2 separate regions of the Rattus norvegicus genome follow, and region 2 is linked to region 1. A link is a contact called in public Hi-C data. All regions are on one chromosome and are shown on one strand. The core of a region is the stretch at or near the end of the contact, and the rest is flanking DNA. Distances in the headings are between cores, read along the strand shown.

The links. Hi-C and Micro-C count contacts between places; a contact is called where the count stands out from the background.
Region 2: a contact with region 1 is called in a Hi-C map of prefrontal cortex, with 2.2 times the contacts expected there. The contact joins two enhancer-like sites. A contact is called at or near these places in 2 of 12 Hi-C or Micro-C datasets (frontal cortex and prefrontal cortex).

The regions. Positions count from the first base shown.
Region 1 is chr12:33,197,000-33,200,081 of GRCr8, forward strand. Adgrd1 (adhesion G protein-coupled receptor D1) reads right to left here. Exons shown (of 25, transcript XM_017598511.3): 10 at 680-797. Among named protein-coding and RNA genes, the nearest start is that of Adgrd1, 41 kb to the right of the region's middle. Within about 2 kb of position 1,617, at least 14 of the 93 cell types and tissues checked have an H3K27ac peak or open chromatin away from gene starts, as enhancers often do. A contact at or near this core is called in prefrontal cortex, where this site is marked.
Region 2 is chr12:33,276,952-33,279,937 of GRCr8, forward strand. It overlaps LOC120095937 (a long non-coding RNA gene), which reads right to left. Exons shown (of 3, transcript XR_005491912.2): 1 at 345-2,986. Among named protein-coding and RNA genes, the nearest start is that of Ran, 36 kb to the right of the region's middle. Within about 2 kb of position 1,305, at least 7 of the 93 cell types and tissues checked have an H3K27ac peak or open chromatin away from gene starts, as enhancers often do. A contact at or near this core is called in prefrontal cortex, where this site is marked.

The DNA of each region.
Region 1 (3,082 bases), core at 367-2,866:
ATCTAAGTATTTAACCTCAGGGTAGCAATGATATCACACTCCACAGGGGTGAGGGGGATCGAGGCTATCTAAACTCTGGGAGACCCCATCAGAAAAGGGAAAATGAAACCATGTGTGTGGAGGGAGTGACTCTGGGGGCAGATGAAGCTGTGTGGTGTTGCTGGCCCGAAGTGTCCTGACGGAGATTCAAAGCAAAGAATGCATGCACGCCTGTCTGTGGAGGCCCTGACTCATCCTGGGAAAGCCAGGCTGTTTCCTCCGATATCCCACTCTGGCATTCATCCAGACTCACGTTCTGGACTCCTTGACTCCTCCCCTCCCCTTCTTCACCCACTCCACATCTCTAAGGCAAAGAGCATCCCACTGGATACTTAAGGACCCAGAGACTCAAGAAGCTCCGATTCCCATTCGGTTTAAGCCCAGATGACTGCCATAAGGCACCCACACACACGTTGTCGTGACTGCTTACACAGTCACGTGTAGATGCCATAACCCAGCCCCTAATTCTAACCCAGCTTCCTTCCAAACTGGGATTTTGCACAAGGTGCCGGAGCTCAGAAAATGGTGCTTTTTCTCAACTGCTGTGTGAGCCTCAGGCGGTGTGAAAGCCAGCAGCCTGCACGACCGACCAACACTTTCTCCCACAACCCCCACTGCCTTCCAATCTGATAATGGCTACCTGCCATGGAGGAAGAGCCTGTGAGGGAGATATGGGGTTCTCTGGGCTGCAGGTTGGATGATATGTGGCCCATGACGGTATCGATGGTGTCAACCAGGCCCAGCGTCACGGCATTGTCCTGCAAGCAACACAGACGTGAAACTCTGAGGACCACCACCTTCAGCCCCACATGAGATGAATGCATAAAGAACCCAGAGCTTCACTTCCCCCCCTGACAGCTGTCAGAGAGAGAAATCACCCAGCTGCCTCACTTCGAAGCCTAGGAGGTGACGCTCACCCGATGAGTTCGCAAAGCACAGGACGCACAAGTCAAAGCTCACCCAATGTCCTAGAACTCCTGAGTGACCAGACAGCTCAGACACCTGTTCAGAGCTCTGCTATGAAGCCTTGAAGGACCTGGGGCAAATCTCAGGTCTGCCCGTGCCTCAGTCTTACAAATAATGACCCTGAGTCCTCTGGGGCACGAGGACACCATCGATCCTTTTCCACCCTCAATGAAGTGGCAACCTCTTTAGAGGTACCAGACCAGACCTCCATTTCCCTCTGGCTTCTTTGATTCTGCGTCTAGTAGTCCTCTTTACCTATTCAGCGTCTTTAAGGGAGAAAGGACACCACTGGGTTCTGCCCACAGGAAGGCAGGGCCCTCTTAGTTTCACAGACCTCTGCTGACTGTTAAGAATCATTCATGCCAGGGTTTACGTCCAGCTCCTTCTGACTCTCTTGAACCTCAGACGTCACGGCAAGGAGAGATGAGTTCTCTCAGGCCCCTTGCCCAGTTCTGCCTCACCCTCCCATCCCCTTCTATCCTTTCTTAGACAGCATCTGTCGCTGCTGAGCTCTCGGCAACCACTCACAGGCACTCCAGGAGGACCCACTGAGGCGGAACCAGACGCACGGGCCAATTTTAGACATTGTCTCTTAGGCCCGTGGTCTGATTCCAATCAGAGCGTCTGTGTCTTTGGCACCCAGTTCTATGAGGAGCAGAGCGGTTCATGTGCACACTTCCCTTCAGTGCTCAGAAATTTGCCTAAGCCGGGATTGTTTCATAATTATTCATATTTTGCAGCAGATTTGCATATTTTACATTCAAAGAAAGTTCATTTAAATCAATGAAGAAAATCTGTTGGTCGGAGGCCTCCCCTGGCTGCCGTCCCTCTTCTGGCTGTTCCCACTGGCTATCCGCCCTGTGTTTCAGACAGCAACTTGTACACAAAGCCCCTTAGAAACCTATCCCTTGGCTGGAGAGACGGCTCAGTGGTTAAGAGCACTGATTGCTCTTCCAGAAGTCCTGAGTTCAAAGCAACCGTGTGATGGCTCACAACCATCTGTAATGAGATCTGATGCCCTCTTCTGGTGTGTCTGAAGACAGCTACAGTGTACCCATATAGAATAAACAAATCTTTGAAGAATAAAAAGAGGAAGAAGAAGAAGAGGAGGAGGAAGAGGAAGAAGAAGAGGAGGAGGAGAAGGAGGAGGGAGGAGGAAGAAGGAGGAGGAGGAAGGAGGAAGGAGGAGGAGAAGGAGAAGGAGGAGAAGAAGAAGAAGAAGAAGGAGGAGGAGGAGGAGGAGAAGGAGAAGGAGAAGGAGAAGGAGGAGAAGAAGAAGAAGAAGAAGAAGAAGAAGAAGAAGAAGAAGAAGAAGAAGAAGAAGAAGAAGAAGAAGAAGAAGAAGAAGAAGAAGAAGAAGAAGAAGAAGAAAAAACCTATCCCTGGAGAGCTACGCTTCTTGAAAACAACAACAAAATGTGTTTCTATGTAGACTGTTACTTTAACATTCACAACTCCCCCTCTCTGTCCCATTTGCCAATGTTGTACGGTCTAATTTCACATGAAGCTGTTCAATAAAGATGGCACGGCAAGCTCTCGCGCCATCATATTAATTAGGTGAGAATTGGCTGTCTCTTCTGCCTCTGAACCTTGCAGAAAAGCTTTAAATGTTTGAAAGGAGGAGGGACCAGGAGAGTGAGCACTTGAGTGTGGAGAGCAAGCATCTTGGTGCCTCAGGGCCCTCCCGGGCACTTAGAGTCATGTGTGGCCCAAAATCTGGGCGGAGCATGAGATCTCTGAATCATAGCATAGACTGAATATTTGAGAGGTGAGATGCCCGCTATGCTCAGTCATTGTGAGGTGGGGTCTGTTGTCATTGTAGCATGGCCTATACTTGACAAATATGGTGCTCAGAATAAAGAGTACCTTGGCAAACATTCTTTTCCCCACATTCCCCTCTTTTGCGAGGGTGTGTGGTATGTACGTGCATGCATGTTTTTGTGTGTGGGGGTATATATTCACACACGTGCATGCATACATGTGGGGCCCCATGTTGAGACTTGGCCTAAATCATTAATCTACCTTACTCATTGAGGGAGGGTCTCTCCGTCAAACCTAGAGCACACCTAGATGGCTA
Region 2 (2,986 bases), core at 55-2,554, 80 kb after region 1:
ATGACTGAATCAAGGAATAGTGAACAACAGCCAAGCCCAGAAATGGAGAGGGGTGCTCTCCCCAGACAGAGGCACTCTGTCACCGGCACCAGCCACACAAAGCAAGTCTGTGGAATGCCAGGCTGTGACAGTTGAGAAAGAGCCCAGTAAGAAGTCACTGAACAGGGTGTGAGAGCCTGCGAACGGTATGTTTAGGGAGCCTGAAATGGGAGGTCTTCCTGGTTATCACAGCTGTGGTGTAACCATCAGACATGTGACGGGGCATCCGGGGTTTGAGGGAGGAGGGAGAGATGAGGCGGGATGAAGGAGGAGGTGGAGGACTGACTAATGTGGGAGAGCCTCACCTTAGGCAAGATCGTGGTGTCTCTCACAGCTGGAAAAGACAGGAAGAGTTCTCCCAGAAGCTCCCGGAAGCCAGCCCTGGGAACACCCTGATGTTTCCATTCTGGCTTCTAGAACCACAAGAGAATAAATTTAAATCATAAAAAAGGAGGGGGGAAAGGGGGATTAGGGCGGCAGGGATGAGATAGGGGGAGAAATCACTCAGACAGCAGGAGGTTAGCACTTCTCAGAGCAGGACAGGGCAAGGAGGATCATGGGAATGTCTGGCTGCTTGGGCTATGGGGATTGGGTACCATTCTCAGGGGGCTCTAAATATGTCTTTTGGTGAATAACTTGGGCTTTTAGACGATTATCTGCCAAGCCTTGTTTTCTGCACCACTCAGGTGGTGAAGAGCAGGCAGAACCATATTCCACACGGCATCAGAGGCGAGTCCTCTGGAGATGCTGCCTGCTGCCCTGTTGCCGAATTTAGAAAGGAAAGACACATCTCTGTGGGCTTCACACCTGACAGAACAGGCATCCTGACGGGAACCCCTTAGCGAGGGACTCCTTGCGTGGGGTCTGCAAGACTCCGTGTTTTGGCGACTTGAATCAGAACATTGTTTCAGGTATCCCGCTCTGCTGGGCTTAGAAAGTCCGAGAAGAGACCCCCCAATTCTCAATAACAGGAACGTTCCAGAATAAAGCAAGCCTGTGAGGAAACAGAGACTATAGCTGACCATGAATAGGACAGCTTCTGTGAGGCCCATCTGATCCAGAGTCAGCACTTGACCTGTAAGCCCACTTGTGTCTGGGCATAGAAAAGCAGTAAAGGTGTTCAAAGCACACCACACACAAAGGCTGCTTGACTATAGCCAACGAGTAGACACCAAATGCTCGGCAGCGATAAGTGGATATGCAAATGAGGTCCACGCTCAGCTCCAGAGAGAAATGAGGTTCTGCCACATGCTACAACGTGGGCTGCTCTTAAAACACGATCCGAGCGAGAAGTTAGGCAGAAGGCCACGTTTAACTGAGCTGTCCAGAGGAATCCATGCAAACAGAAAACAGATCCGCGCTTGCAGAGTGCTCTGGCTTGCTTTTTCAAATTTTGAGATCCACAGCATGACTAAAAACGACTTGAGGAAGAAGGGGTTTATTTGTCTTACGCTCCCAGATCATACTTCATCACAGAGGGCGTCAGGGTATGAACTCAAGCAGGAGCTACAACAGAAACTGTGGAAGCAACTTGCAACTATATTATTTTGCCTGCTTTCTTATACAGCCCAGAATCATCTAGGCCTAGGGATGGTGCCGCCCACAGTTGGCTGAACAGATAAAAAAAAAAAAAAACTGCCTGGTAGACACATGCCCCCAGGTCAAGCTAATGGAGGCAGTTCCTCAATGGAGGTGTCTTCTTCCCAGGTGACTAGGTTTGTGTCGTTGACACAGCTGAGAAGGCAGAGTGGGGGCAGCTGGTAACAGGAGAATGGGTTTCTGCTTAGGGTTGCTTGTGACAAAGGATTGCCAGTGCCTATGGTGCTATGGGAAGCTAGTGGAAGTGTGGTAGGAGGAAGTCAGGCCATCAGAAGCATGCCCTCGAAGGAGATAGTGGGAACTTCTGCTTCCTGTCTCTGCTTCTCAGGTGCCTGAGGTGACTCCCAACCTTCTGTAACTCCAGCTCCGGAGGATTCAGTGCCCTCTTCTGGCCTCTGCTGGTATTGCAGACACTGTCTCTTCTGGTTCTCTCCAAGATAACTCTGCTGGCCACAGGCCTGGAAAACCAGGCCCAAACAACTGTGAACCGAAACTATGAGCTGAAGTAAACCCTTCCTTTTTTTTAAGCTGCTTCCCTCGGGACTTTGTTACAGCAATGAACAGCCAACACAAGGTGATGAGGTTGAGGAAGCCAATGATGATGATAATGATGATGATGATGATGATGATGGTGGTGGTGATGATGATGGTGATGGTGATGGTGATGATTATGATGGTGATGGTGATGGTGATGGTGATGATGGTGATGGTGATGATGGCTACCCTACATCGTGACCACTCTAAGACCACCAAATTCCATGTTGCAAGTAGTTAACATGGGAACTTTATGCTATGTGTCCTTTACCATCATTAAAGGAAGGGCAGTGTCTGGGCTTAAGGATGAGGGGTGAACCTCTAGGAAAGCTGCTACTCCATCTAAAGTTTCTGGGTCTGTGTTTAAAAAAACGTTTGAGATGCTCCAAGCACACTCCAGTCATCCCCATGGCCGTGATCTTGCCCATCAGACTCCAGCCTCTCCCGGCCCCAGAGACTGCTGCGCAAATGGTACCAAAGACAGTCAAGGCAGAGAGACATCATGGGGGACCCTTCCGCAAATGCCACATGACAGGCTTAGGCTGGTCTGGGCTGGATCACCAGGGTATAAAATTTGTAGTCATCTTGCCCTTCATGACCTTCCTTGGACTCTGGTGACTTTCCTCAAACTTGCCTCAACTGTCCTGTTTCTTTCGCAGTTCTAGGTTTTTGGGGTTTTTTGTTTTTGTTTTGTTTTGTTTTGTTTTGTTTTGTTTTTAATGCTCGTTACTTTCTTTACACTCTGCTGTGACTTTCTTCTGGAATCACCGAATTTGTACATCGGGTTGAACAAAATCGACAGCGTGGCTAATAC